Linked DNA regions of Mus musculus: region 2 is linked to region 1. A link is a contact called in public promoter capture Hi-C data. All regions are on one chromosome and are shown on one strand. Each heading gives the region's core, a stretch centred on a gene start, on an enhancer-like site or on the middle of the called end of the contact. The rest is flanking DNA. Distances are from core to core; before and after follow the strand shown.

The links. Capture Hi-C pulls out chosen DNA fragments and counts their contacts.
Region 2: a contact with region 1 is called in a promoter capture Hi-C map of adipose tissue. The contact joins two enhancer-like sites. A contact is called at or near these places in 1 of 15 datasets of contacts at CTCF or cohesin (large pre-B cells), 1 of 484 Hi-C or Micro-C datasets (rod photoreceptor) and 3 of 9 other capture datasets (adipose tissue, liver and pancreatic islet).

What each region holds. Positions count from the first base shown.
Region 1 is chr6:115,876,810-115,881,731 of GRCm38.p6, forward strand. It overlaps Ift122 (intraflagellar transport 122), which reads left to right. Exons shown (of 29, transcript NM_001167763.1): 5 at 666-742; 6 at 3,835-3,901; 7 at 4,668-4,814. Among named protein-coding and RNA genes, the nearest start is that of Ift122, 26 kb to the left of the region's middle. Within about 2 kb of position 3,197, at least 19 of the 459 cell types and tissues checked have an H3K27ac peak or open chromatin away from gene starts, as enhancers often do. A contact at or near this core is called in adipose tissue, where this site is marked.
Region 2 is chr6:116,071,391-116,075,832 of GRCm38.p6, forward strand. The region is part of intron 3 of Tmcc1 (transmembrane and coiled coil domains 1); the gene reads right to left. Among named protein-coding and RNA genes, the nearest start is that of Plxnd1, 79 kb to the left of the region's middle. Within about 2 kb of position 1,776, at least 96 of the 459 cell types and tissues checked have an H3K27ac peak or open chromatin away from gene starts, as enhancers often do. A contact at or near this core is called in adipose tissue, where this site is marked.

The sequences.
Region 1 (4,922 bases), core at 1,947-4,446:
AAGGGCTAGACCTGGGCTGAGATGCCAGGCAGTGCACCTCAGCATTTACCATGCTTCCAGACCCTGGCCTGCACTGTGGTGTTCATCATACGCCACTGGATGTTTCTGGACACCAGAAATTGTCAATTGGAGCCACAAGTGAAGCACACTGTCTGCACCTCGCACTAGGCTGCATTCTCTGTCTTTGTCTCTGACACACACTGGAGGTCTCTCTGGGGAGAGCCCTGGAGAAAGAGTTTGAGCTGGGTGGGATGCTGGGTGGGTGGACACTGTTGTTGAGGGCAGTCCTATAAGTGAGGCCCTGTGCTGTTGGTCCCCCAGAGAAGAGCGTGCAGTGTGCCACCAGAGGCTTCAGTCTTAGGTTTGTTCTTTGTTTGTTTGTTTTGTTTTTATTTTTAAATTTATTTTTTAAAGCTTATTTTATGTGTATAGGTATTTTGCCTATAGAGGTTAGAAGAGGGCATCAGATCGTTGGAACTGGAGTTACAGACAGCTGTGAGCTGTCTTTTGGGTGCTGGGATTGAGTTCTGGTCCTCTGGAAGAGTAGTAAGTGCTTTTATCTGGTGAGCCATCTCTCCAGCCCCTTCAAGCCTGCAATCTCCAATTGTAGCTACTGAGACATTTGTGGTTTGTTGTGGACTAATCTTCAGTTCCTCAACTTCCAGGCACAACGACTCTATACAGTGTGTCTCCTACAATCCTGTTACCCACCAGCTGGCATCTTGTTCCTCCAGTGACTTTGGTAAGTTTAAATTTCCAGCCCCTCTAGTGGAGAATGCTGAGAGACACACACACACACAAGCTGCTAGTCTGTCCTTAGAAAGTGAGGCCTCAGCTGGGCGTGGTGGCGCACGCCTTTAATCCCAGCACTCGGGAGGCAGAGGCAGGTAGATTTCTGAGGTGAGGCCAGCCTGGTCTACAGAGTGAGTTCCAGGACAGCCAGGGCTACACAGAGAAACCCTGTCTCGAAAAACAACAACAACAAAAAAGCAACCCCCCCCCAAAAAAAAGAAAGAAAGTGAGGCCTCTTCTCCACCTCCAGCAGCCAAGGGAGGCTAATCCTCTAAGTTGGCAGAAAGAGCTGGGCAGTGGTGGCACATGCTTTTAATCCTAGAGGTTGGGAGGCAGAGACAGGCAGATCTTTGTGAATTTGAGGCCAGCCTGGACTCCATAGTTCCAGAACAACTGAAGCTACACAGAGAACCCTTGTCTTAAAAAGAAATTGCAGAGAGACAGTGAGAGGTGATGATCTGGAGGGTGGTAAGCCATTTGAGACAAATGAGCAGTAGGGTCCTAGGGAAGAAATGATGTGTTGGATGGGAGAGCACAGAGGACTGGCTCACCCTAGCAGGGACTATTTTTCTCTAGAAACACCGCCATTTGCCTAAAAACCCTAGCACATCTTCTTGTGCTGATCTGTGTGCCTGTTTGTGGGGAATAAAATATTCCTGCTCTCAAGCTTATAACAGAGGAAGGTGGGATTTGTAAAAGCATCTTATTAAGTGAAAGTAGTTGAGCTGGGGAGATGGCTCAGTGGGTAAGTGCTTGAGTTCAGATCTCAAGTACCTCTGTCCAAGCCTACTGTGATGCTTTGTCTGAGCTCCAGTGCCAGGTCCCAGGTCCCAGAGCTTGCTGGACAGACAGCCAAGCCAAGATGAAGAGCGCTAGGTTCAATGAGAGACCCTGTCTAAAAAATAGAGAGGGATAGAGGAAGACATCTCACCATCAGCTTCTACTTCCCAGAGCAAGCATCCCCACACACACCACCATGCATACACATGCAGCCAGACCCACAGTGTCTTAATGGCACTGTGCTGATAGTTTACAATTAATTTTTCAAAAAAGAGAATTCCTATGGCTTGAGAGCCACTAAAAAAATAAACAAACATGAGCTCTGCGCCAACTCCTGAAGCAGTGTTTCTCTCATTCCTACTCTCCCGGGGAAGGAGAAAACACGGGCTCAATATGGTTCCGATGTCACTGGCAGTCACTTAGCCAGCACCCAAGGAGTAGGGCCACTATGTGCAGAGCTTGAGTGCAAATATTCCCGAGGGAGGCTGGCAGGAAGGCTCCTGTGCTGAAGGCTTCCTGCTCTTGCAGTGGAGCACAGACAGAATGCATGGGTGGGGTGGAAATGTTTGAAAAAAGGGAGGGGAAGACTGGCATTTCACAGACATTTCCCTTTTCAACCTTGCTTAGCTACAGGGACTCTGGGGACTCATGTGACTGGGACAGCTGGGAATGAAGGAAAGATAAGACGCAGTTGGGAAAACTGGGAATGAAGGAAAGATAAGACGCAGTTGGGAAAACTGGGATTGTGTGGACCACAACTCTCCGGAAGCCCAGTGTGTTTATTGTATGAAGTTGAATATAGAGGCAGTATTCTTACTTACAGCTGAGTGAAGAAGCTGGATCAAGGAGACAGGTTTAGCTAATCTCTGTCAGAGCAGTCTCAGCAGGGCACAGTCTTCAGGCCATAAACATCTGGGAGGAAAGTTGTCTTGGACATTTTCTGCATGTATTGCCAATATCCACCCATGGAGCAGAAAGGGAAGGCTCTACCATCTCCCCCAGTCTTACTCGAAGCTGTGGCATCCTTGCTTGACACGAAGCCATGCGAGATTACACATTCACCCAGGACTCCATCCACTCACGGCTTCCTCTGCTCTCTGTGGATGCACTTGGCTGTGTAAATTTGGATGTGCTCTGTATTTCACGTAGCCGTACTTCACGGCCCAGGCAGGGTAGAATTGGCTTTGTTGTCTGTTTTGAGGGCACTGGACCACCTCTGGGGATTGGAGGGAGCAAGCCTGAACTGATCCAGTGTGCCATGCGCAGTGCACAGCTCACATACAGTCATGTGCAGTGACAGAGGCCTAGAAAGGGGACTCTCCAAAAGCGCACTCATTACTCATTTTACTTTTATTAGCTTAACAACGAGTTAGGTTGTTCGATGGTGGCACTGTCAAACAAGCCTCTTGACCTCATCCCCGCTCCCTTCCTGGTGTCCTCCCACTTCGTGTCTGTTGCCCTCTCCTCCCCAAGCCTCTTGTTCCCTCTCACAGTTTCCTACTAACTTCACTGTCTGTACCCGCTGTCACACCCTTTATTTACAAACACTAGAGGTTAGGCATGAGGGCACATGGTGTCTGTCTGTCTGTCTGAGATTGGGTCATCAGTGGGAAGCTTTACAGCTTCCCTCCTGCACTTTCCACTTCCTTAACTTATATTTTAATGCTGAGTTGGTCTCTGGCGGCCATGCCCTAGCTATGAGCAGCTAAGTTGTCCTTTTCTTTGGGATTTAAGCCCTGAAGAACTTGGCTAGAGAACTTCACCATCTACCTTTTTTCTTTTTTCTTTAAAAAAAAACAAAAACAAAAACAAAAACAAAAAAACAAAAAACAGTTGTAGATTCTCAGTACATTGCAGAGCAGTGCTGTGCATTCTTCACCCAGTTCTCCTACTGGGCGCCCAGTGGGTACCTAATGGGCAGTCCAGGAACCAGGGAGGTGGGGGGCACAGTGTGTTTTAATTCTGTCCTTCAGTCACATGTGCAGTGTACCACTACTGCAGTACAGGATCCCATTCCCATACCAGTGCCTGCCCCTTGATACCCACAATCCCAGGAGCCACAGATGTGTTCTGCAGGTGTGTGGTTGCCATCCAGTATGTTGTATTCATGGATTTCTATGGTGTCAAGCCTTTGGAAGTTGGCTTTTTCTTTTTCTTAACTCAGCATAAGACCCTGGAGATTTGAGTTTTGTATGAATGGATAGTTTAGTTTTCTCTATTGCTGAATAGTCTTGCTCTCTTTTCTATTGTCTAACACTGAAGGGTTATGGTCTCCTGAGCAGAAGTCTGTGTCCAAGCACAAATCCAGCAGCAAGATCACGTGCTGCAGGTAAGTTAGGGAGGCTCTGACAATAGGCATTGTGCTCCTTTCTCTCCCCAGCAGACTCCCACAGCCTCTGATTTCACCCACAGAGAAACTGTGGTGTTGGCCAGCTGGGATAGGCTTCCCGTGTTTCCCTTTTTCCTTCTCTGGTCTCCTTGATGGGAAAGGCTGGTGCCTTTGATAACCTTCATGGGAGACGGCATGGGCGTATGCGGTGGGAAAGTCAGACAGGAACCTCTGACGTTGGTGCTAGACTCAGACCAGAATCTGCATCCTGCCACTGATAGGCCGGTGACCTTGGGTGCTTACTAAATCATGGAGCAATGGTGATAACAATACCATTTCCCGAAACACTCAAAGCACCAGCAGGCCTAGGCGCTCTATAACTGAGCAGCCTTTGAAGGCACTCTGAGATTCAACATTTATTGAATGACATGTCAAGCCCTGTTTGAAGGCTAAAAAGGCATAAGACAGTCTGTTTACTGAGAGCCCATGGATTGGGAGGGAGTTGAACTGTAAAGCAGAAAATAGGGCCTAGTCATGAGTGCAGACTGCCGTGGAGATGTGTGCACAGTCAGGGGATAGATGCCATCTGGATTAGACATTCCTGCCTTAAGTTCTCCCTGATTCCAGATGTAAGTGGCAGTCTGAGCTGAGTCTATGTCAGGAATACGCGGGAGCAATGAAACCACAGCCTGGCTGCTGCCTCACAGTTTCTACCCTCTGTGTGCTCCTTCCCACCTCCCATGCCCTCCGTTGGTTGTGTGTGCAGCTGGACAAACGATGGTCAGTACCTGGCTCTGGGCATGGCCAATGGCATCATCAGTATACGGAACAAGAATGGTGAAGAGAAAGTGAAGATCGAGCGCCCTGGGGGCTCCCTCTCCCCAATATGGTCCATCTGCTGGAACCCTTCAAGGTACCCATGGCTGGGTTTCTCCTGGCTGGCACTATTAGAAGAAGCCTTCTGAGTTCCTTTTCTTTTCCTGACATCTGTAGTTTAAAGTCCTCTCTCCCACTTCCCTGG
Region 2 (4,442 bases), core at 526-3,025, 190 kb after region 1:
AGTCTAATCTAAGAAACTCAGGTACATTATGTTTCAGAAAATTGTGTGTATGTAGGGGATACTGAGAACTGGACCTAGGGCTTCTGCATGCAATGCAAGTATCTATAACTGAGCTAAATTCTGTTAGGTCACCCCAGGTCTAGAAAGATCTCTACATTAGGAGTTAATGGAAGTACTAGGTAAAGGCAACTGAAGTGTTTCAATTCTGTCTCATGTCTCTGCCCCACATTGGCACTGATGGCGTATAAGATGCAACTGATGGTGTCTCCCTCTCTCTTAAGGCACTTCTATGAATACTTTCCTTCATATCACCCAGCTCATCCTGCACTACCATTCTTTTTTTCTTTCTTACAGATTTATAATTTTTAATTATGTGTTTGTAAATAAGAGTCCCAACTTCCACCGTGGCCAGAGGTGCCAGGTTCTCCAGTTCTGGAGTTACAGGCAGTTGAGATTCACTTGCTGTAAGTGCTCAGAACCAAACTTGGGTCCTTTGGAAGAGTAAGCACTCTTACTACTGTGCCATCTCTCCCGCTCATGTATTAGCATTCTTAATAAAACACTGATAAACAAACTGACCTTTTATAACTTCAGAACAAACACAAGATCTGCCAAGGTTTTAGGATTCAAGAATTAGAACAAACAGAAAAAGAGAGTACAGATCACAGGCACAAATCTGCTAATAAAGCCAGCATTTAAAGTATCAAACTCCAGAGTAAAAAATCTGTTTGGAGCTTAAGTCCAACTGCTCACCAGCAAACAGTATTAATTTTAGACTGTGTGTGTGTGTCCCTCTAAAGAACTGGTTTTGCTTTAAAAAAAAAAATCATGTTCTATAAAGTATTATGTAGTGTTTATAAAATCGACCCATAGTAAATTCAATCTAATGGCCTAGTTTCTATTCAGAACTAAATATGAAATGTGAACATAGGGGGATGTTGCATAAAGCTGGATCATCTTCCTGTTTAGTTCATTACACAGTCCTGTGGTGTTGATCAAAAGATGAAAATTAACAGAGGTGTACATAATTCATAATTCAGGAAACCATTGTGTCACAGGAAAAGCTCTGAAAACAAGTAGCTCAGTGATAAGAATCCTTTTATTAAAAGAAGAACGTGAGAAATATTTCAAACTGGCTTTAACTCAAATTCCTATTTGTTATGCATGCCTGGCATCTTCACATTTAACCCAAGCCTTTCCCAATCCGTCAAGGCAAATGAAACTCTTTTGTTCACTGAAGGGAATGCTTATTTTCTGGTAACTTTTTACCCTGAAACACCCCAAACAACGTCTATTCGGCATGGAAACAGGCTCCCATACCCGAGTGTTGGATACTTTAGTATGATCCAATCATGACTTACATAGCCACACAAACCCCCTCGCACTCAGTCCGAATAGCTATGAGTGAAACAAACAGAAAACATAACAGGATTCTCTATTATCTCAAATTCACTGTCTAAAAATAGCACATGCCCTGGCTGAGCTTTGCTGTTGAGAAGTGCTAAGTTCTAGCAGCTCGGTCAGTTTCCTGTGTCCGCAACCAGCCCCCCACTTAAAGCTGTATAACTACAGTAATGAGGAGATTTATAAAGAGACAGATACACACACATATACAACATACGGTTTCCGAGGACAGTGACGGTTCCATGCTTGTAAGGAAGGAGGAAGAATATGCCGAGTAACCCCTGGGTTTCTCCCAGGTTTGAACATGCTGTACTGTGGCATGAGGTCAGCAGACTGACTCTAGCCCTGTGAGGCTGAATTCTACCCTGACAAAGCAGTATCACTGCAATATGAAGCAAGAGTACCCAGGGCATGTTGGCAGCTATACAGAATGGCTGTTCTAGAAAGTAATGGCAACTCCAAAACAAGAGCTCCATGCTGTCACATGAGATTATCTCCAGTCCAATTAAGCAATGACATAAAAAACACCTTCAACACCGATCATAAACAGCTCACACTAGTAAAAGATAGGAAAAAAGTTCTCTTTAAAAAGGAAGTGAGGAATCTGAAGAAGCCATTGATTCATTCAACTGATATCACAAACATCCTGAATCTGACTGGACAGGAGGTTGGAAGCCTCCTGTTTCTAGACCCTGTGACCTACCTGAGGAGTTTCAAACCCTCTCTGCCATTTTAATACAGAGCAGGTTGAACATTCAGAAAATATGCCTTTGGTAATGGGGACACACACATACACACACACACACACACACACACACACACACACACACACACACAGTGGGACTGAAGGTATGCCTAATAACTTCACTTTTCACATCTGCCCAACTTCACATATACCATTTCTTAGTTCACCAAAAATGTTATGTGAGTGTGTGGGTGAAGCTATGGCTTAGCTGGGAGAGTGCTCACCTAGAACTCACATGACTCTGGGATCAGTCCCAGCACAGTATAAATAGGCATAGCGGTGTAACCCTCTAATCCCAACGCTGGAGCGGAGGCAAGAGGATCAGAAATTCAAGGTCATCCCTTGGCTACATATGGAATTTTAGATCAGCCTCGTGTACATGAGAATGTCTCAAACAAAAAACTTATCTACTTTATTTTTGGTGAGTCTATGGAGACTATGAATACAGGGTTCCTCCTGGTTCCTCCTGGTTCCTTTCACAATCTTGCTATATCATGGGAAGTGTGGTGACAGCCCATTTCTTTTTGGACATTAGAAATTTATGCATACGTGTGTGTGTGTGTGTGTGTGTGTGTGTGTGTGTGTGTGTGTGTGTAGGTTAGAGGTCAATGTGTAGGTTAGAGGTCAATGACATTGGTTACCTTCCTCAAATGTTCTCCACCTTTTAGTGTCTTTCACCAAACTGGGAACTCACAGATTTAAGTTAGATTGGCTGACCAGCAAACACCAGGAATCCTTGTCTCTTCCCCCCTAGCACTGAGGTTACAAATGTGCCACTGCCCTGGTTTTTATATGGGTTCTGGACATCCTTGAGCTTGTTCTCGGGAAGGGTTTACAGACTGAGCCATGTCCTTAGCCCTGCATCTACCTTATTATTATTATGTTTTAAATACAGGGTCTTATCATGTAGCCCTGGTTATCCTGGAACTCACTATATAAACCAGGCTAGCCTTGAACTCACAGCAATTCACTCCATCTGCCTCTCAAATGTTGGGATTGAAGGGGTTCACTGCCATGTCTGGTTTTCTACCTAATTTTGACACGACTTATGATTTTTAAGGTCAATTTATCCCCTAATTTGTTTTACTTGAAGAATAGATTTTAAATCACTTTTAAAACTTTTAGTGTTGTGACCCATGACAGGCAGGGCCCATCTGGATGAACGTTTTACAGACATTCAAAGTAGCACATATTCTGTTGTTTCACACGTTCTAAAATCTAGTGCAGAGCAGATGCTCAGCTCTTCTGGATCTTTCTTTCCTTCCTGCCTACTGGGTTCTATAAATCACTAAGACCAGTCATCTGTGTTATTAATCTGTGGAATGATTGGCTTTCTTTCATAGTTCTACAGCTCTGGTATTGTTAAGACATTTGGTGTTAATGTCAGTGTTATCTTGGTCTTTTTCTTACTCCTTGTGAACTGGTGACTTTATTACTATTTCATATGTCTGTCCACTTTGTACTGTGTTCTAGATACTGAGATTACTGTTGTAAAAATCCAGGCAATGATAAGTACATATAAAGAATAACACTGTTATCTCAGTGGAGACAACCCAGCTGTCCTCAGTTTAGATTTTCCAGCCAGCCTTCTGTAGACTATGTTCCAACCTGAACTAAGTGTCAAAGTCTTTGCAATGTTAAGCAGATTTGCTCCACTTGTGCACCAAGCCCTATCACTAGTCTGGTACCTAGCCATGGTCTAAGCCACACTTTGCTTCTCAAAGCCTGTTTGGGGCCAAATTGTGCATGAATAGCATGAATGTGGGCACATAGGCAAGTTGAATGGTTAGTGAAAACATTTAAGGAGTTACTTTCCAACTCCCGTAAATGTACTCTCCTCACTACTTTCTGGGCAAATGGGGTCCTCCTTATCCAGTCAGAAGGTTGAGAACACCCTTCTCTCAGCCACATAATTTCTAAAGAGTGACTGTTTGGAGGCAAGCAGCTCAGTGGAGAAAGCAAACAGGGTTCATTTCAACCTCTTGGGACCCCTTTCCACTGATCAGAGAGAATGGTTTCCACCCCCAGATTCCTGCTATACTTCAGTCTATCGTTACTATAGAACTGTTTGAGTTTTTTAGCATGAGAGGAAAGAAACAGAAAAAAGAAAAACAAGGCCTTTCTGTGCTTTTTTCTGAGTATTATACTGCTTTTTCCATTTCCTTCAGTTTGAACTCAGGGCTTTTCTTGGGATTTTCTCTACTCACAGTGAGGTCCAATTATGGGTTGTGGAAAAATCTTGAAGATATGGAAGGACAATAAATAAAGTCCTAATTCTGTAAAAAATTACCCT